Regions from separate parts of the Mus musculus genome. Here regions 1, 2 and 4 are each linked to region 3. A link is a contact called in public promoter capture Hi-C data. All regions are on one chromosome and are shown on one strand. Each heading gives the region's core, a stretch centred on a gene start, on an enhancer-like site or on the middle of the called end of the contact. The rest is flanking DNA. Distances are from core to core; before and after follow the strand shown. Region 1 holds the start of Nsdhl (NAD(P) dependent steroid dehydrogenase-like). Region 2 holds the start of Prrg1 (proline rich Gla (G-carboxyglutamic acid) 1). Region 3 holds the start of 4933407K13Rik (RIKEN cDNA 4933407K13 gene). Region 4 holds the start of Prkx (protein kinase, X-linked).

Region 1 (5,153 bases), core at 77-2,576, 2.8 Mb before region 3:
ATAAAATTAACCCCAACTCTAAATGACAAATAGCACAAACCTCTGTGAAGAAAAAACTTTCTCTCAACTTAAAACTATTTCAATTTATATATGTCAGTTTTTACTAAGTTATAAAAAAAGAAATTGGCAATAATGAGGTTATTTTCTAATATAACTGTAAATTTGTCTTAATGTGATGTCTCATATGACTAAATTCAACTATATTTCATTGGGGAGCCACCAAATAGAAGAGAGTTTTTGTTTTAAAATAGTATATTACCATTTTCCTCCTTGTTCTTGTATAGATCAACATAGAGCAAGTGAATATATGAATATGAATTTCTAGTGTTAACATAGCCTTCATGAGAAGACATAACTCTGACCTCCACTGTCTTAAAGTTTATACTACAGAAAGTTCATGCAATTGTACCATTAATCCATGTGTCACTTTAGGAGATTCAATTTCAGTCATTTTTAAATCTAAAAAAGCATCATCAAAAGCTCTTTGAGAAACCAATTACAGTTATGGATGATCAACTGTATATGATTTCCGTACTCTCGGTTTTAGAAATGTACTTAAAACATCTACTTGTGGTGCCAGTTCCCAAGAACTCTGCTCCTCCAATTACTTATGCCTAAATTTGGCTAAATGTAAACTTACTAAGATAAAAATTATGCCGGTACAAAGTGATAAAAATCAAACCATTTGCACCTGCGTGCTTTCTCACAGCCTCTCCTGAAAGCGTTTGCGACCATCAGAACACAGTAAACCTCTTAGCACCAATGCATAAACTTTAACTGGGTGGCCGCGGCCAGGAGGCCTGAGTTTGACTGAGGCGGAAGTCTAAGGGAAGCAATAGAATGGTCACCCTGCTGTTTCCTGAAAGCCAGCGGAGGTCCAGAGGCAGTTTGTGCGGGGGTGGCTGAAGGTGACTTGGGCGAGGAGGGGGTAGTGGGAAAGAGCAGGCAAGGCAAGCTGCTGGCGGCTGTACTTTCTCTTCTACCCTTCCGGCACACAGCTCCAAGGAAGAACTAGTGCGTCAACGCCAAGAACCGTGCAAGAAAGGTAGCAAGGCTGCACCGAGGCCTAGGAAAGGACCGGGGACGCCGCGTGGGGTCCACCGAATCCCTAGCACTTACCATCACCCAACGGACTCTGCCACCGGTTGTTAAGGCAACGGCGTACTCGCAGCCTCAGCGGCGTTCCCACTGCTCCACGCGCGCACAGCCCGCTTCCCATTGGTTTGGGAACGAAGAGGTGGGGCTAACCTGGCAAAACTCGCCCAAGAGCAAGAGGGCGGTGCGTCGGCAGCCAAAGACTAGCCTCATTGGGCAAAATCATGCTGTGAGCGTCAATTGGTTGCGCCAGAGCCAAGCTAGACCAATCAACATTATGAAGGAAGCTCTGCTGATTGTGGGCTCATATCTATCAGTAGAAAAGGGTGGCGGGTGTTCAGCCAGACTTCTCTGGTTGCCGGTTGTCTGCAAGCTGAGGTCGATCATTTGAGTGTCTAAACCGGGTAAGAGTTGCGGGCTTGCCCTTAGAGGCTGCTGCGTGTGGGTGACAGAGCCTGGAGGAAGTAGGAGGGAATGGGTGGGACCCATTTTAAAACCGAGTTGGGGGACACAGAACATCTGAGGGGCCAGCAAGATATGACCAAATGGTTTGGAGGGGTGACTGTGCCAGGAGAAGCTGAGACCTCGAAACTGGAGTGGGCATGCTGAGTATTGTGTCAGTGGTTCACAGGGCTGGGGCTTAGAAACCCAATCCACATGAGGCTTTGTCTTTACATTAGCTCTACAAGAGTCACTTTAGCTCTCAGGGGAATGGGCTGGGGACTTTTAGATCTTCAAAACTCATCAAAATGTGTCCTGTTAGACGTACAGACACTCAAGTCACATGGGAAGGAGCATTCCTGAATGAGACTCCCTTGAAAGCAAAGCCACAGGAGTTTTGGAAGTATGGAATGTAAAGAGAATTAAAGGGCAAAGTGCACAACGGGTTGGGGCTACCTGGAGCTGTGCCAGGAGTAATGAAGGCCCAGGGTCGAACACAGATTCTATGTTCTACGTCCCTCAAAGCAAAGAAAATCAGTTTAGGGACTTTAAGGGCACAGTATCAGTCTCTCAAACTGAGAAAGGCCTGAGACTTAACAGCTCCCCATAAATGTAATATAGGCCCTTTGCCCTCTTTCCTTTAAGCCAGGAACCGGCTTCAAAACTTTTGTGTCTTGTTTGGCTCCTTTGTTCACTGCAGCAACAATCCCCCATATCCAGCCTCTGAGTTCTCACAGTTCCGTCCTTGAATTGTCCTCTGTTTTCTCTGTTCCTCCTCAGCCCTTCCTCAGCAGTATGAGCTGGAGTTCTCACCATAATCTGCAAAGCCTGCCATGAAATTCCTCCTTCTCCCATCACACCCACACTGTTCCCCCTCTGGCTCACTCTCACCCAGGGCACTATTTTTGCGGCTGATACATTCCTTCACTGACCTTACCCAGTCCCATGAACTTTTTAAAATTTTTTAGTATTTTGATTAATTCTTTGAGAAAATTTCACAGGTAGATATAATTTTTTTGTTTTGAGATAGGGTCTCACTCTGTAATTCTGGCTGACCTGGCACTCACTATGTAAACCAGGATGCCCTCAAACTTCACAGGGATCCATCTGCCACTGCCTCCTGAGTGCTTAGATTAAAGGTATGCACCAGCAAGCCTAGTATTGGTCTTCAGCTATTGTCACCTTCTCTGTAAAGGTAATCACTCTCTTTACTTTGTACCTGGGCCCCTCATATTGCTCCATATTTTTATAGTAGCACTTGTCACCTCCTAAGCCACTGTAAAGTTAACCTTTTTTCTTTGTTGTCTCCACTAGAAGGTAGGCACAGGAGGACAGGAATCATATTTGTGTTCACCAGTACCTGGAAAAGGAAAGACTACATGTTCAGTGTTCAGTGAACCTTAGTCTATCAGGTAGTCCATAAGTATCCCTTAGTTTTTCATAATTCACCCCTCTGCCAACATATGCTTATACTCTTACAGTGAACATCTCTGGTTTCATCAGTCCCCTTTGGGGTGGCAGCCCAGCAGGCTAGAAAGGACAAATAAATTTCTTCCTGGGTTATGCGCTAATTCTGTGACCCTAGCCAAGTTCTTTGACCTGTCTGAGTATAATTTTGCTTTGTTCTTATGTTCTTGCAACTTATCACGGTTACTAGGACATGTTCTTCCCACCCTTGGATGTGATCTATCTTTTAAGACTCTCACATCCTCTCTTTAACTCACTCATTCTAGGGCCTTAGCACTCAAGTTTTCAGATAATTTCATGTTACTAAGCATCATACATTAGTTCTCATGGGCTTAGCCTCCTTAGGATCCAACCACAGCTCTATCATTCTTTGAAGCTTTCTGTTTTCCATACAAGCTGATGGTTTCTTTGAAGATCTGAACTGTTCTAGTTGGCTTCTGTCTGACAGTGGCTGCTGTTTGGCAACTTGTGAATAAGTAAGTGAGTGAGCCCCTATAGCAACTCGGATGTAGGCAGGAAATGTGAATGTTTTCCAGATCCAACTTCTAAAACAACAACAGGATAATTCAATAGAAGTCACTTGAGTCAGGAAGAAAGCATTGCCAACAGGTACTGAGGAAATAGAAGGATAAGGGGCAATTTGGATTTACCTTAAATCTGAAAGGAACAGTAGAAGCTAGGCTCGGGCTTGGTAAGGGGCTCCTGAGTGGCCCATAGCAAATTCAAAAGTAAGTAGATATGAAAAAGTGAGAAAGATGTGGCATCTCAGGTCTGTGAAAAGACAGAGTCCAGTTGGATGGCCCCAGGAAAATAATGGCTTACCTCCTAAACACTTTCATCCTGTGCCATGTCTTTGAATTCTGCACAGAGAAGTCTTTGTTTTTTTACAAGACCCCTGCCCTTTTTTGGCAATATTTACTCAGGGTAATGTATCCATTGGATAAGTAGGTGCCAGCTTCATGGGAGTTGTTCTCTTTCCATTAGATCATCAGGCCAGGTCTTATACAGTGTGCTAAGCCTGAGGTGGGTGGTGACAACATAAAACTCAGGGACTCATATCAGGATTCCTAATTCCACTAATTGACTTGTCTGGGAAGTATATTTTGCCCTTGGAGTCTGTATTTCTTACACAGATCAGCACAATCTATCCTCAGATAAGGAACTCGAGGTAGCCACAGTCTAACTTCACACTCTGTTCCTTTACAGGGAGCTCACACTCCTCAGAAAATGAGGGGCACTTTCATCTTTGTGGGCTTTGAAACACATTATCCTTTCCTGTTCAGCAATCAGTGGTCACAAACAGTCCCTACCTTCTTGTATTTTTCACAGTGTGTGATGTGGCGGTACATCTTAGCTTCTAATGGATTCAAAGTCCCACCATTCTAAATGGAACAGACTTGAGGCTTCTGGTATGACAGTCTTCACAGCTCACTAGTCCCTCGGACTTTGCTCTTTGAGGACTACTTTTCAGTAGTTCAGGGCAATTCTGTTTTTCTCTGTAAGTGTGTGATCAAATATATGTACCAGAAAATGCAACATTTTGACCATTTTTGTACTCTCTTCCTACTGTAGAGCAACTGACACCAACTCTGCTCTGATATTTTCAGTCTGCAAAACTGAAACTCTGCATTAGCAGCCCTTCCTCCTTTACCCCTGACAACCAGAAACCATCTACTCTCAGTTTCTGTGAGTTTAAGTACCTGGTGGGAATGGAATCAGACAGTGCTTATCCTTTTGTGCCTGGCTCATTTCATTTAGCATAATATCCTCAGAGTATATTCAGTTTGCTACATGTATTAGAATTTTGTTCCTCTTTATATCTGCATAATATCCTGCTGTATGATTTCAATGGACCACATTTTATCAGCTCGTGCATCACTGGAAATTTAGGATACTTTTACCTTTTGGCTACAGTAAACAATGCTTCTGTGAAGACAGATATAGGAAAGTCAACTCCAGGTCCTTGCACACAATTTAGGAGGTTTATACTCACAAATGAAACTGCTGAATCACATGGGAATTCTGTTTTAATTCTGCAAGCAACTGCCAAATTTCTACAGCGAAGCAACTCTTTTCTATTACCATTAGCTTCACATAAGTATTCCAGTTTCTCCATGACCTTGCTAACACTTTTTCTGTTTTCTGACTTC
Region 2 (5,107 bases), core at 2,471-4,970, 2.8 Mb after region 3:
AACCTTACATGATATGACAACCCCAGACAAACATTCTGCTGTTTATCTACAGTGACAAAGGAAAAAAAAATACACACAAGGACAAAGTCTGGATGAGAAAAACATTAAGGGAGAAAGGTATAAAATAATCAAAGCTTCATTTTTTTCAAAAACCATGTATATGAATCAGAAAATATGTTAAAAGTTTAAATAAAAATATTCATGGAGTACTCAGCCTTTCTGCATCTCAGATTTTATTCATAAGTATTAAACACTAACATGAAGTGTTGTTTTTGGCAGGATGATTATTTGAAAAATCACATGGGAAAAACAATATTACATTTAGCTGGGCAGGGGAGAAGTTAAGTAAGGGAAGAAAATCAGGGGTTACTAATGGCTAGCACAGTTTTCTGCTTTGTAGGCATAGACTCTGTATCAGTCAAGTTACCAAATCCTGACTCATTTTTAAACAGAAGAATATACTCATTATTTTATAAAGCTTGGCCTTGCTTAGGATAATCTTTGCAATGGGTAAATCATTCAGAAGATGAAAGTTGGTGACAGGACTGTTGAGACTGAGTGGACCAGACAAGTTAATTCCCTGATATAAGCAGAGGTACCTGGATAGCCAATAATGTGTTGGAATTCAGAGATTTGTCAAAGATAAGATAGCAGAAATCATCAGAACAAGATGATTAAGGCTACAATAGGATTCATTAGCCAAAAGGTTCAAACCATCTTAAGACGTAGGAGTACAGCATGAGGTAGGTTGCAGTTTTCTTTATTTGTGTTAACCTTTAGTAAACAGTACCAGGTGAGCTGTGTTCATTTTTAGAATTTCCTAAAGTCAAGCAGCACTTCATTCCTGTCTTTCTGCAAATAACAAATTACATATTTCAGTGTGTGCAATGACTATTCTCTAGCTTTGGTGTCTTCTAAAGTGTGTGTTTTTACGATACCCATTTCCTCTTTTATCTACAAAGTTGTGCACCTCATTTATAAACATTAACTATCAATAACACATGACAATGTATCTATGTTCTCACTACTACAGTGTGCATTAGGTATTTTCAAGAAATGGTCCTTCAACATTAAAAGATCAGAATTTCTTCTATACTTCATGAACTCTGTGTAGGATCTTATCTTTCTAATGACATGTAATAACATGTAACTATAATTATATTGGGCACTTACCATATGCAAGGCAACCCAAGTATTGGGGTAACAAGAGAGAAAATAAGGCTAGTGCTATAAGTTAAACAGTTAAAGGATGATTAATTCCGAGGGAGTTGAAAATATTTTTCAATAAGTTCATAAGGCTGAGCTCTTGGAAAAGGCAAAAGGCATCCATCCTAACACCCCTCTCCCAAGTTGGATAATATTATCACCAAATCCTTTGAATAATTGGAGAAAAGATTAAATAAAAAGAAAACACGAAGAAATTCTGCTTAAACATATTTCAGATCTGAGAGTATATGTTTATTTTTTCTTTTTTTTTTTTAGCTTCTTAGTATTTCCATGTTTCTTTATTTTTTAATTAGGTATTTTCCTCATTTACATTTCCAATGCTATCCCAAAAGTCCCCCATGCCCTCCACCCCCACCCCCCACTCCCACTTTCTGGCACTGGTGTTCACCTGTACTGGGGCATATAAAGTTTGCAAGACCGATGGGCCTCTCTTTCCAGTGATGGCCGACTAGGCCATCTTTTGATACATATGCAGCTAGAATCAAGAGCTCCGGGGTACTGGTTAGTTCATATTGTTGTTCCACCTACAGGTTTGCAGATCCCTTTAGCTCCTTGGGTATTTTCTCTAGCTCCTCCATTGGGGGCCCTGTGATCCATCCAATAGCTGACTGTGAGCATCCACTTCTGTGTTTGCTAGGCCCCCGGCATAGCCTCACCAGAGACAGCTATATCAGGGTCCTATCAGCACAATCTTGATAGGGTATGCAATCTTGGGTATGCAATGGTGTCAGCGTTTGGAGGCTGATTATGGGATGGATCCCTGGATATGGCAGTCTCTAGATGGCCCATCCTTTTGTCTGAGCTCGAAACTTTGTCTCTGTAACTCCTTCCATGGGTGTTTATGTTTATAAAACAGGATTCACAATCAAGGAAAAGGGGTGGAGGAGGAGGAAGCTCAGTTTATTATGATGTACTCAGTTAAAAAATGAGTTAAAATATAAACATCTGTGCTTGGTACCACATGTATCATTTTTCATAAAAGTTCATAAATTTTTAACATGAAAGCCTATGGGCCTTTATCCAATGTCACAATACTTTCCCTAATGTTTTATCATTTTTAAAGTTTCTAAAGTGAGTTAGCCTAAGTATCTGGCAGCACCATATCCTTAAGAATTCTTCATTGAAACAATGAACAATACTCTAGCTAAATTTACTGACTTGTACACTGCCACATTTTCCCAAGTCTGATCATATTCTGTGACTATCAAAAGGGATTTATCTAGCTCTACTTAGCTATTCCAAGTCTTCTCCCTTTCATTCACACTCACTTATTTCTTCTGAAATACCATTATTTTTGGTTTTTCTTCTGTTGGGATTTGTAAAAACGTATAAAAATCAATCTCTCAATTTCTCTCTCTCTCTCTCTCTCTCTCTCTCTCTCTCTCTCTCTCTCTCTCTCTCTCACACACACACACACACACACACACACACACACACACACACACAGAGCAAGAACACACAAAATAGTAACCAGGCACATTCCTATGGGGAATATTCTTACTCTCAAAATCAACAGACCAGTAAAAAGAAAAAAGCCTCTGCAGAAAGTTGCTAGGTCTTTCTGGAAATTCCCCCAACTTCAGGCCCACACTGATTCCCCACCCCCTAGGGCGGCAACACAGACTTCTGAAGCAAGCCAGCCAACACGCGCGCGCTCGCTCGCTTGCAGACACACGCGCGCGCGAGCCTACACACACACACACACACACACACACACACACACACACACACACACACGTGCGCGCACGCGCGTACCCTCGCCCCCCCCCCCCCCCCGCCGCTGTCACCCACCACAGCCTACAAAACAGTTATAGCCTTTGTTAAAAAATGTCCAGGCACAATGTATCAGAAGAGGGACACATTCCCGGGGAAAGGAAAGTCATAGGAACGCCACACCCTCTATTGCAACAGTCCGGGCCAACAACCCACCTCCCCCAAATCCTCTCCCCACCGACAGGAAACCTTCCTGCCAACTCGGCACCCAGGGAAAGCAGAGGAAGGAAAAGAGTAAGCTAGGACACCGCTCGGGGGCACCAAGTAGGGGGACTGAACTTGAAGCTGGGCCACCTTCCAGGGCTCTCAAGCGAACCTTCCTGGCCTGGCCAAGCTCAAGTGAGGACTTCCAGCTTCTAAACGCCTTTCTTCTTTCTTCTAACTCGGCAGCTCCTACACACCTTTAAGTCTCCCGCCACGGCTCACTCCTCTCCACACGCAGCCGGAGGCTGGCAACCTCGAGAAGCCCCGCCACTGAAAAAGCTGCACGAGTCTCCCCTAACCGGGTCAAAGTCTTCCATACACACCCGAGTCCCTTTCTGGCTGCCAACCACGTTCTCTCCAAGGAGTCCCGCACCGCTGCCTCACTCACCGTGAGCCCCGCTCAGCTACTACGCGCTAGCAGAGCTGCAAGCCGCGCCTGCGCGCACCCGCTAGAGCCGGAGCCAGGAGCAAAGAGGGAGCCTGCAGCTGCTGCTGATGCGAAGGGCAATAGGAAGCCAGAGAACCCACATCAAGAGGGTTAAAAAAGAAGGGGCGGGGCCGGGAGGAAGTGGGAAGCAAGGGGAGTGGCCAGGCAGGGCGGGAAGGGAAGGGAAGAGTAGAGCTTCCACCACTGTGTGCTAGGCCATTGAGCTGGAGCCCAGCTAGAAAAGCTGCCTTTATCCCTTCTATGCCTCCCCAAACTAGGCCAGGTGCAAACCTTGCTTGAAGCAGAACCAAACAGTTGTAGGAGCAGCAAAGGACTACATTTGAGTGTCAAGGAATTGCCCCTTTCCCTGGGAGCAAATTTGCACTATTGCTTTTGAACAACTTTTGAGGCCAACAACCTGAATTCCCTTCAAAACAGTTTTTTTTTTCCTTAAAAGTAGGCTCTTGATTTGAAGCCCTGGCTGTTTTTATACTCTGTATATAGCCCAGGTTAGCCTCTACCTCGTGAAGATCCTGCCTCAGCCTCCCAAAGTGCTATTATTTCAGGTGTCTGCCACAGCACCCTTCTCTGAATAATTACCTTGGCAAAATCCATCTAAATGGCTTGGGAAAGGAGAACACAAGTTGTCAAATAAGTCCTATTTTTAAAGTCTTCGGTGGGTGTTTATAATTTGAACACTAAAAGACTTCTAAAGGCTCCTCTCAGATATGGGATCTAAGGCCGTGTTGTTTGGTACACTTTCTTCTGGTGTTTACCAATTCAAGAAGGCTAAAGTGATTATTATCCCATGCTGCACGCATGCTTAGTTTTAAGTTCTGAGCTTTTCTGTTTAGACTCTGGTCAGCTGTGGCATGGCATCTCATGCTTTCAGTTCAGCTATTAAAATAAGCACACCTCAGTGAACCCAAAGTGAAGAGGGTGTGGCCTTGAAGTTATTTGTTCCAAGCTAATTCCCCTACCCGGCCCTCCTTTTCTTTCTTTCTTTCTTTCTTTCTTTCTTTCTTTCTTTCTTTCTTTCTTTCTTTCTTTAACTTTAGTCATGACGGAATTAGGGCCACACTAGTTGGCCCTTCCCAATAAGTACTTTAGTTGTGGTTGGAACTTTATTTATTTATTTAGGGTTTTTTTTGTTGTTGTTGTTGTTCTTGTTTTTGTTTTTGTTTTTTGTTTTTTTTTTTTTTTGTATTATTTTGTTTTTTTGAGACAGGATTTTTTGGTATAGGCCTGGCTGTCCTGAAACTCACTCTGTAGACCAGGCTACCTTTGAACTCAGAGATCAACCTGCCTCTTTCTCCTAAGTGCTAGGATTAAAGGCTTGTGCCACAACCACCCAGCATGACTGAAACATTTTATGGGGCAGTCATATCATTGTCACTAAAGATCTAAATATACTGAAATTCCTCCTATTAGCTTTGTGGTTCTTCCATCTATGTATTTTATAAAGTAGACTTTCTT
Region 3 (5,497 bases), core at 2,059-4,558:
TCAGAGGTGCAAGGCCTGCAACCACAAGGAAGGACTGATCCAGCCACCCTCCATATTAGTGTTACACAGTTGTCTCATCCACCTGAACAGAAGTATAGGGGACAATACCCCTGCCTTAGCCCTAGGATCTTTATGCACCTCCTGCACACCTGACCTATGGCCTGGGAATACATTTGAAGCCTTGAGGGTTTCCCCTACAGCCAAACCTGTCCTTCTCACACAATACCGAGCTCAACACCATAAGAACTGCCAAACCCTGAATCAAGATGGACCTCCTTCAGGGACTTGAGTCTCCTAGGTTTTTGACCATGGGACACACACTGAATACATACACAGACACAAACAGAGAGGGAGAGAGAGAGAGAGGTAGAGAGAGATGGTGAGAGACAGAGAGAGACAGAAGACAGACAGAGACAAAGACAGAGACAGAGAGGCAGGGGGACAGATAGAAAGGACAGAGACAGACAGGCAGACAAAGAAACAAAATCGGGTCTCCCAGTCTTCTAAGATCCTAGACCACTGCATCTGTGAATTCCAGAACCATTTCTATTCTTCCAGAAATCCCTGGCTATGGCAGAGAAGGTCAGGTCTCTTTTGACCCTTTATCCTGCCTCATCTCCCTGGATGTTCAGGAAGGGAAGGTAGTAAGGAGAAGTCCTAAGTAGGCTGCTGCCTGCTTGGATGTCAATCATCACAGCAAGCAGGCTTTCAAGGACCCAGAAGGATGGTACCCTGGCAGCCTGGGCTGTTTTGGACACCCTTGGAAATAGAGCATCCCTTGGCAGTTTGTGTTTCTCCTCAGTTTCACTGGAATCCAGGAAACTTCCTAGGCTCCTGGCCCACTTGGTGCTCACAATGAGGTTGCTTGTATTGGATCATGGTGAATCCTCCTGGACCACTGAAGTGTTCTGGGGATGTGGGTGTTTTCTTGAGCAGCCTGGGACCCTGCTGCTCAGCTCAAGGTTAGAGCCTTTTTTCAAAAGAAGGGAAGTGAAACCCAAGATAATAGGAGACATAGGAAGGGGATGGGGTGTGGTTGGGTTCAGCAGGTCTGGAGTTAATTTTTTTTAAACATATTTGGATTTTGTATTCCTGCAATATTTCATTTCTCTAAGGAACATAACCACATACTCCTTTCAACCACAGATTGTTGAGACAGGTTGCATTCGTTTTTACTGTTTTCCGTGTATATAATAATGTTTATTGCGGTATGGCATCCTATTATCCTAGAGGTTTCTAAGTAGATAAAGTTTGTTAGCTCCGTGAGCATGACATCTTTAGCTCAGCTCCCTGGAAATCCTGGACATACACCCAGGGCCTGTTGTGGATGTGTTATCCCTATCTTTGTATAGGCAGATACAAAGCAAAGAGAACACAATAAACTCATAATGTAGTCTAGTTACCCTGGCGTGGACAGTACAGTGGCAGAGAGACACCATATTCAAAGAAGATTAAAATGTTGTCTTCTGATGAACATGTACACTGTCCTTTACATAGTAAACTCACGAATGCTTCATACACACACACACACCAACATACACATACTCACAAGGTTAAAACATAAACACATTATAAAAAGAGTTCTACAGTGCTGGATGTGTTAACATAGACCCGTAATCTCAGTATCTTGTAGATGAAGGATGCAGGGTATTGGGTGTAAGACACTTACTTTGGGAAAACAACAACAAAAACCTAAAGAGTTAGCAAGGTCCTAAAGCTTCATGGGAATGAAATCCACCACACATAGCAATGGCTATGCAAAATCCATGGCTTTATGTCTGGTTCACTGAATACACCTTTATAAACTGTGTCAGTATGAGAAACAAATAAATGGAGAGGGAACACGTTTTGGTTTTTTTTTTTTGGGTACCAGGTCATTTCTTTAGCGTTCTAGACTCTAGAGGAAGCTTACATTTTCCTACATATGATTTAAAACTCAGCAAAAAAAGTACTGTATTTGAATATAGTAGTTATTGTGGTAAATAGGAACTATATCTATCACTTCATTACTTCTCCTTTGGTATGAATAACAAGAAATACAAGTATCTTGTATACACTTTCACACAAATGCAGACATTCCTATAAATACATAGCATCTGACCTACTTTTAAAATAGGACTTGCTCGACTTAGGCACATTGTGTATTATTATAGACCTTAGTATCTCAAATCATTTCTTTTTTTTTTAATTTCCAAGTTTAATTATTCCTTTACTATTACAAGGAGCATACAATTCTGCAGCAGAGTGGCTTTCCGTGTATGTGCAAGGCTTCGGTATCTACAATCAGTGCTGCAATAATCAGCAGAACCATAATTTCCTACCTGCCCAGGTCCACAAGTCTAGAGTCTAGAGCAATGAAGATGTACATGGGCACCAGGCAGTGGCGGCCCACGCCTTTAGTTCCAGCACTTGGGAGGCAGAGTGCAGTGGCATCTCCATGCGTTTGAGTCCAGCTTGGTCTACAGAGTGCGTTCCAGGACAGCCAGAACTACACACAGAGACCACCATGCCTCGGGGAAAAAAAAAAAAAAAACAAAAACAAAACTAGAAAAAGAAAACGAAAAACAGAAAGAATGGCCCTGATTATTTTGTGAGAACTTGCCAATGCACACTCACAAATGCAGAGGGTTTTGCTGCTTCTGTTTGTAGGGTCCGTCTGTCTGTCTACTTGTCTGTCTGTTTAAAACATCCCTAATAGTAAAAGTTCTTAGTGGTTAAGTTTGGGGAGTCGAAGCAGCCACCCACAGGGCAGCCCATGCTTTAACAATTATACAGTTCAAACCACCCCAGTACCTGCACCTCCCTAGCGGTGGGTTAGGGTGAAGGTCCCTGAAACCTCTCAGCTTTCTCAGCATTCTGTTCTAGGGAACTGCTTCCGAGTCCCCCATGAGGCTCTTCCACCAAGGCTCTCCAGATGCTGCCCAGAGCACAAAACTCACTATCCCTAAACTCACCAACAAGGCCAAGTCACGTGGTGTTCCCTCCTCTGCCCAGAGGGATCCCTGCGCGCTCTAAAGCCCAAGGCTCCCAGCTCAGGGTTACACACTCAGAGGGGAGAGGAGATGCACAAAGACCGCTCTATCCACCAACTCCTTCCGCATCTCAGAAGGAGTCAGAGAGTAGGGATAAACTTACTTGGTCCAGGCCAGGCTGTCCTGTGATCGAATCTCCGACCTTTGGAGGGCTTCAATGGACAGCAGCATTGTCTCTGCGCCATCTCCCTGACTCTGCATTCTTAGTTGGGAGCGAAGCAGAAAAGGGAGAAAAGCTATCCTTTCTTACTGAGTGCTCGCTCCGCCCTGCGGATATGAGACTACGTAGATCCGCCCCGGTGTCTCAAAGAGGAGGAGCAATGGGTCTGGGAAAGCGGCAGGGATCTGGGAACAGCTCTTTTATCTAGTCGCTGCGATGCTGTTTGGATCCATTAAGTACTGAAGGAATCGTATGACCGGAAAAAAAAGCCATCCAAGATTCTCAAAAGTATTTACAGAAAAAAATCAGCTTAAATATGGTTTAATAAGCATTAGAGTTCTGTGCCACCAGGCCATTGTGGATGTTTTGCCTGCATGTCTGTGTACCACATGTATTCCTAGTGCCTGAAATGTCCAGAATAGGATCGGAGAGGGAAGGCACTAAACCTTTTGGAACTGGAGTTGTAGAAACAGATGGACGTGAGCTGCTATGTAAATGCTGGGAATTGTATCTGGGCCCTCTGGAAGAGCAGTGGGACCTCTTAACTGCTGAATCGTTTCTCCAGCCCAGTACTAGGGTCATATCCCCAAGCTCTAGCAGGCAACCAGACTGATGGCAATACCCCTGAATTGTTTGGGGAAATCTCTTGGACCATAAAACTACAAAACTCACAGGGAAGTTTCAGACACTTGGCACCGGATTTTTTTTTTTAAATTTATTAGTAAGACAGGGTTTCTCTGTGCTACTTTGGCTATCCTCAAACTCCCTCTGTAGACTAGAAGGCCTTGAGCTAACATAGATCCCACATGAATTTGCATCCTGAGGCCCAAGATTAAAAAGTGTGTCACCACCTGTGGATATAGGTAGGTAGATGGTTGGATGGATGGATGGATAGATTGATTGATTTAAGAAAGCTTATAAATAATAGGTGTGATTATGGCTTTTTCAAACATCCATCTTATTATTTATCCCTTTTGGTTATCCTGACCTACACTTTACCCTCCCATAACCCTCCCCACCTAAGTACTTAAGTCTACCCTCCCATTTCCCTCCTGTTTTCATAGCATCACATTCTACTTTGCAGCCAAGAAAATCAAAACAGATAGTGTGTGTGTGTGTGTGTGTGTGTGTGTGTGTGTGTGCGTGCACTGTTCTTGTTACATTTTTTAAATTATCAGACAAAATAATGGCCTCCATCTCAACACTTTCATAAGGTGTGTGCCATTTACTTCATTCATCCCTTTCCCACACCCCTGACACCACTTTTTTATTAGATATTTTCTTTATTCACATTTCAAATGCTATCCTGAAAGTTCCCTATACCCTCCCCCGCCCGCCCTGCTACCCTACCCACCCACTCCTACTTCTTGGCCCTGGCATTCCCCTGTACTGAGTCATATAAAGTTTGCAAGACCAAGGGACCTCTCTTCCCAATGATGGCCAACTAGGCCATTTTCTGCTTCATATGCATCTAGAGACACGAGCTCTGGGGGGATAGTGGTTAGTTCATATTGTTGTTCCACCTATAGGGTTGCAGACCCCTTCAGCTCCTTGGGTACTTTCTCTAGCTCCTCCATTGGGGGCCCTGTGTTCCATCCAATAGATGACTGTGAGCATCCACTTCTATATTTGCCAGGCACTGGCATAGCCTCACCCGAGACAGCTATATCAGGGTCCTTTCAGCAAATTCTTGCTGGCATATGCAATAGTGTCTGGGTTTGGTGGCTGATTATGGGTTGGATCCCTGAGTGGAGTAGTCTCTGGATGGTCCATCCCTTCGTCTTAGCTCCAAACTTTGTCTCTGTAACTCCTTCCATGGGTGTTTTGTTCCCTATTCTAAGAAAGAATGAAGTATCCACACTTTGGTCTTCATTCTTCTTGATTTCTGTATCCATTCCTCTGTTGAGGGGCATCTGGGTTCTTTCCAGTTTCTGGCTATTATAAATAAGGCTGCTATGAACATAGTGGAGCATGTGTCCTTCTTACCGGTTGGGACGTCTTCTGGATATATGACCAGAAGAGGTATTGCTGGATATTCCGGTAGTACTATGTCCAATTTTCTGAGGAACCGCCAGACTGATTTCCAGAGTGGTTGTACAAGCTTGCAATCCCACCAGCAATGGAGGAGTGTTCCTCTTTCTCCACATCCTCGCCAGCATCTGCTGTCACCTGAATTTTTCTTCTTAGCCATTTTGACTGGTGTGAGGTTAAATCTCAAGGTTGTTTTGATTTGCATTTCCCTGATGATTAAGGATGTTGAACAGTTTTTCAGGTGCTTCTCAGCCCTTTGGTATTCCTCACTTTA
Region 4 (4,860 bases), core at 2,007-4,506, 2.0 Mb after region 3:
TCCTCAATGATCTGGACTTCAAGTGTCTCCTAGATAGTTCTAAATTTGTATTAATGTCACTATGGACTACCAGATGGCCTCAATGTATCTCAGATGCCAACTCCCCCATCCCCCACAGGACCCTCAGTAATTCCTCTCTAGTGTAAAAGACACTAGCCTGTAGTGATCTGTCAGAGCATCTGACAGCTGCTCATGTGACTCTTCATCTAAGGAGGATGTTCCCATCCAGACAGACTGGAGATCTTCTGCCCTTGTAAGACTGAAGATTTAGTACTGGCTTTCCATAAGGCAGCAGGCCATGGAAGCACTGAAAAGTAAACTGAGGCACAGGACTCAAGAGATCACAGCTGAGTACAGGGAAACAAGACTACATTAGACCTGCTGGACAGAGGGGGCCTGTTCAGCAAATTTAGATATGAGATTCACTGAATTACAAGCACTCTGTCCACTGAGCTACAGGCACTCTACCCACTTAATTCTACCCACTGAATGCAAGCATTGTACTGAGCTACAAGCACTCTACCCACTGAGCTATAAATACTCTGTCTACTGAGTCACATGTACTGTAATCACAAGCAGTCTCCCCATCCCAACTAAGCTATAAACATTATCTCAACTAAGCTATAAACACTGTATCCACTGAATCACATCCCCAGCCTGAAATGTTCTCTACTTGAGTCTCCTAATGAATGGAGAAATGAGCTTTAGGTCAGAGACAAAAGCATCAACACTTATTTCCTGGAGAACGCAGTGTGTGCTGGGGACTAGGGACGCAGGAGTTGTCTTTGTGTGTGAGTATGTGTATGTGTGTGTGTGTGTGTGTGAGAGAGAGAGAGAGAGAGAGAGAGAGAGAGAGAGTACGGAGGTGCTCCATGTTAATTTGGGTGGTATGTACTTGTTAGGCACCTGCAGTTCAAGACCTGGTCTACACAGCAAGTACCTGGACAGCCAGAGCTACACATGGAGGCCCTGTCTCAAACACCCACAAAACTCCGTTGGTCATAGACACCATCTAAATTTATGTGAGGGCTCAGTGAAGAGAGCGCTTATAGCTCAGTTATGTGTGTATATATATGAAAGGATGAGTAGGGGAGAGGGGAGGCTGATGTGTGTGCCCAGGTCCTTCTAAAAGATTCCGAGGGAACAGGGTCATGGTAAGGAAAAGGTGAAGAAGTTGGAGGACTTCAGGACAAGGACGCTCCCAAGATGTCCCATGAGGTCTATTCTAGGGACACAGTGGGGCAGTAAGAGGGCTCAGCAGACCAATAGGCTTGTTGCCAAGTCTAAGGACTTCAGTTTGATACCATGGACTTACTTGGCAAAACAACAGACTTCTAAAAGTTGAACCTTGACCCCACACTTGTGCTGCCCCCTCCCCTCGTTCACACAGTAAATAAGTAAATTTTAAAATTAACAAAAGAGCCAGGTGTGGTGGCACAGATATTTAATCCTAACATTTTGGGAGGCAGAGGCAGGCACATCTCTAGGAGTTAGTGACCCAGAGCTATGGAGAGAGTCCTTGTTTTCAAAAACAAACAAACAGACAAACAAACAAACAAACACAAAAAAGGACGAAGAAGAAGGAAAGAAAAAAGGAAGGAAGGAGAGAAGAACCAGCTAAGGTGCCGAGATGGGGCGTGGAGGGAGAGGGCAAGGAAGACAGACAGAAAGAAAAGGGTGGAGAACCAGTTGAGGTGCCAAGTGCCTGTGAATGAGTCCCTGAAGTCTCAGCACTGGGAAAGCTAAGACAGGAGGATTGTCTGGCATCTCCAGTCAGCTTAGGCTATGCAGTGACTTTCAGGTCAATGTCTCAAACATATAGAGGGCAGTCCCCATTCCCAGCACCCCATAACCAATCTGTGGTGGAGTGGGGCTCGGTTCCCAGCACTCAGAAAGAGGGGGAGGCGGAGAATGTGTAGTTTAAGGTCATCCTGGCTACACAGTGATGGAAAGGCCAGCCTAGAATACAACATGATACATAAATAAACGACATTCATTCAAGCAGCTCAGTTTCCCTCAAAAGTCAATCAAAAGCCAAGATGCAGCGAGTGTCAGCCAGCCTCCAAGAGGGAACCAGGATCAAACTTGCAAGCCCTTTTACCCACACACATTTTTTTTTTAACATCTCACCTGCTCAGCTGAGAAAGTGTTTATTGCCCCTCATCCTGGTCCTGAACCCTGACTTGACTTCCACACCAGGGTGAACACAGAAGCCTCTAGAATCTCTGCTCACAGCTGATCGGAGGACGCCAATCCCTCCCTCTGTCCTTCCTCCATCCTCCCGGAACACTTTCCTAATCATCAACACACCAGGCACAACTGTCCTAGTGACCAAGTTTGCTGAGAAGCCCGGGACTCCTGGGCTTCAGACTTGAGAAGCTGGCGCCCATGATTCGCAAGATCCTAGCCTCCCTCCCCAGTACTCCGGCACGTTTGGGGATCTACCGGCTTCCCTAGCAACTTTCGGGGTCACGAGGGTACCAAGTTTGAGCCACTAAAGAAAAAACGAGACCCAGGCACACAATAGATGCTGGGAAAACGTCCCCGAAGGGTCCCTTGGGGGTCACGCGTCCCTTCGAGTCCCGCCAGGGGTCTACAGTGCGGAGGCTGGATGCGATCCCGAGAAATCCTGGGCATGAGCGGGTGCGCAAGCGCCAGGGAGGCCGGGCGTGGTGTCCCAAGGGTGGCTAGCACCCCAGTAGGGAGCCTCCGAGTCCCTAAGGTGAAGTCACCCTCCTGAAAGCTCTGTGACGTGGGGCTGCCCCGTTTCCGGAGGCCCAGTAATGAGAGTGTGGGAGACAGAAATCTGAGGGTCGCTCCCAAGCCGCGTCCCCACACATAAGTTCTTACTCAGTTCTCACTCACCCACGGTGGCTATGGTGTCCCAATCTTGTAACGAGTGCCCCGCCTTCTGTGACGATGTCCTGGGTTTGGGGTCCGCGGCGGGCGCCGAGACCTTGGTCTTCACGGGGTCATGGTCTGGATCTTTTACGGTCGCCGCGGCACCAGCGGGCGGCTCCATGGGGCGGGGGACGCACGGTGTGACAGCGGCGCAATGGCAGTCTGTGCATCAGCAGTGGGCTCGCACGGGTGTTCCGGAGCCCGCGGCCGAGAGGACAATGGAAGCAAACTCAGCGGGTCTCAGAGCGATGGGAGGGGCTCATGGAAGTCGCCCGAGGGCTCCACGGACGCGCGTGGGGTCCGCGGGACCGGAGCCAACCGCAACCCTCTTCATTCCCGGCGGAAGCCGGCTGGGCGGCGACCGGCTTGTGACGGCGGGGGAGTGGGGTGTCTGGATGACGCGAGGGGGAAGAGCCTTCATCTCGCTCCGCCTTGTTGCGTAACCGACGGGGAGGAGCCCGGCGTTGGCCCAACCCTGCCTATTGTTACTCACCCGCGGGGCCCACGCCCATGGGATGTACCTGCACCAAAGTAAAAGTAATGGAGGGGGCTGCACTGGGGCCACGGGGTCCAGCTTGACACACACACACGCACGCACACCATGGGTCTCTCTCTCTCTCTCTCTCTCTCTCTCTCACACACACACACACACACACACACACACACACACACACACACACACACACCGCATGCCTGGTTCCTCCCCCTTGGCAGGAAGCGGGAAGGAAGAGGTGCAGGAACTTCCGGCTGCTGCTTGGATATTTACCAGCAGAGCCTTAGCAGTGGGTAAAGGCACCAGAAGGAGTCCGGGTTGGGCAGGGTTTCTCGGTTTCTCCTTAATCTCAGGGGATTGAACTCCTGGTGTTCTGTAGTCCCCGAGTGCCGCCCTCCCGAAAGCCCGGGCTCTCAGTGGCCCTGCAGCACCTGCTGATCCTGAGCCCTGGGGCTCCTGAGTAGACCGGGTTTCCAGGGACTTGTTATGCGGCTTCAAACAGGCCTGGGCTCGTAGGCAGTGCTGAGAACTGGGTGCTTCACAGACCGCAGCCACCACCTGCAAGGTGAGGGCGGTGTTTCCCTGAGCCTGGAATGCAAAGAATGTGGTCTCCCGGCTGCTCAGTGCATGCTCACTGCACTGCACCGCTCCTAGCTTTGAGGCACTGGGTCCTAGAAGACACAGGGCCAATAGGGCCCCAAGTCAGGAATGAAGTGGGGACCATCCATTCGGAACCAGTTGCCCCGATGATGCCCGTAGGTGGCAAGTACACTGACCTTGGCAACAAGAAAGTCTGCTGGCTGCTTTATTTATTATTATTTTTTTTTATTGTTTCACATTGAGAACATTTTCTCATTCAATAAACACATGCTAGGACCTGATACTCCACTAGTCAGAATGCACAGAGCCTGCTATTATTTTGAGTTTGGTTACACTATGACAAAACTGTAGCCTGATCCCAGACCTTAGTAGACCCCCAGACTTTATACAGCTGACTCCATGATGGAAGTATCATTCAGGTTATAACACTCAAAATGAAGACAGCGCCACCTACCAAAACTAAAAGACTAGTCCATCAAAGCCCTTAGTTCTGGGAAAGTTTCTAAATCTACTAAGCTTGCATTTTGGTTTCTGTAGTTCCACTTCTGGCTAATTGTTCTTGTTAAAACATGTCAACCTAGAACATAGTTTCTGTTTTAAAAGCTCACCCTGAGAAAGGCTTAGGGTACACTTGGAACCCAAGTACCCAAATGTAGTCTCTGGCTGGCTAATAAAGAATTTCTATTGCCTCAAACCCATGTCCATGCAGTCTTTGGTAAACATCTCAACAACAAAAAGCATTTATTCAACTCTGCAAACATTGATCTTCTGATGAGACAGATACTCTATGAGAATGGGTGCTCTAGCAATTAGGATCTGAGTTCGAATCTCTAAGCCCACATGAAGCATATATACATGTGCCTAAG

Evidence for each region. Promoter capture Hi-C pulls out the DNA fragments that hold promoters and counts their contacts.
Region 1: a promoter capture Hi-C map of liver shows a contact between it and region 3, with 9 times the contacts expected there. The contact joins the promoter of Nsdhl here to the promoter of 4933407K13Rik in region 3. A contact is called at or near these places in 2 of 39 promoter capture datasets (liver and pre-B cells).
Region 2: a contact with region 3 is called in a promoter capture Hi-C map of liver, with 4 times the contacts expected there. The contact joins the promoter of Prrg1 here to the promoter of 4933407K13Rik in region 3. A contact is called at or near these places in 3 of 39 promoter capture datasets (cranial neural crest, liver and pre-B cells).
Region 4: a promoter capture Hi-C map of embryonic stem cells shows a contact between it and region 3, with 16 times the contacts expected there. The contact joins the promoter of Prkx here to the promoter of 4933407K13Rik in region 3. A contact is called at or near these places in 4 of 39 promoter capture datasets (cranial neural crest, embryonic stem cells, frontonasal cranial neural crest and 1 more) and 5 of 115 datasets of contacts at active chromatin or transcription factors (astrocytes, embryonic stem cells, epiblast stem cells and 2 more).

What each region holds. Positions count from the first base shown.
Region 1 is chrX:72,917,195-72,922,347 of GRCm38.p6, forward strand. Nsdhl (NAD(P) dependent steroid dehydrogenase-like) reads left to right here and starts at 1,327. Exons shown (of 8, transcript NM_010941.3): 1 at 1,327-1,499. It overlaps Cetn2 (centrin 2), which reads right to left and starts at 1,150. Exons shown (of 5, transcript NM_019405.6): 1 at 1,120-1,150. The coding sequence starts at 1,122.
Region 2 is chrX:78,580,177-78,585,283 of GRCm38.p6, forward strand. It overlaps Prrg1 (proline rich Gla (G-carboxyglutamic acid) 1), which reads right to left and starts at 3,721. Exons shown (of 4, transcript NM_027322.2): 1 at 3,593-3,721.
Region 3 is chrX:75,761,391-75,766,887 of GRCm38.p6, forward strand. 4933407K13Rik (RIKEN cDNA 4933407K13 gene) reads right to left here and starts at 3,309. Exons shown (of 9, transcript NR_029443.1): 1 at 3,136-3,309.
Region 4 is chrX:77,792,683-77,797,542 of GRCm38.p6, forward strand. It overlaps Prkx (protein kinase, X-linked), which reads right to left and starts at 3,257. Exons shown (of 9, transcript NM_016979.2): 1 at 2,866-3,257. The coding sequence starts at 3,022.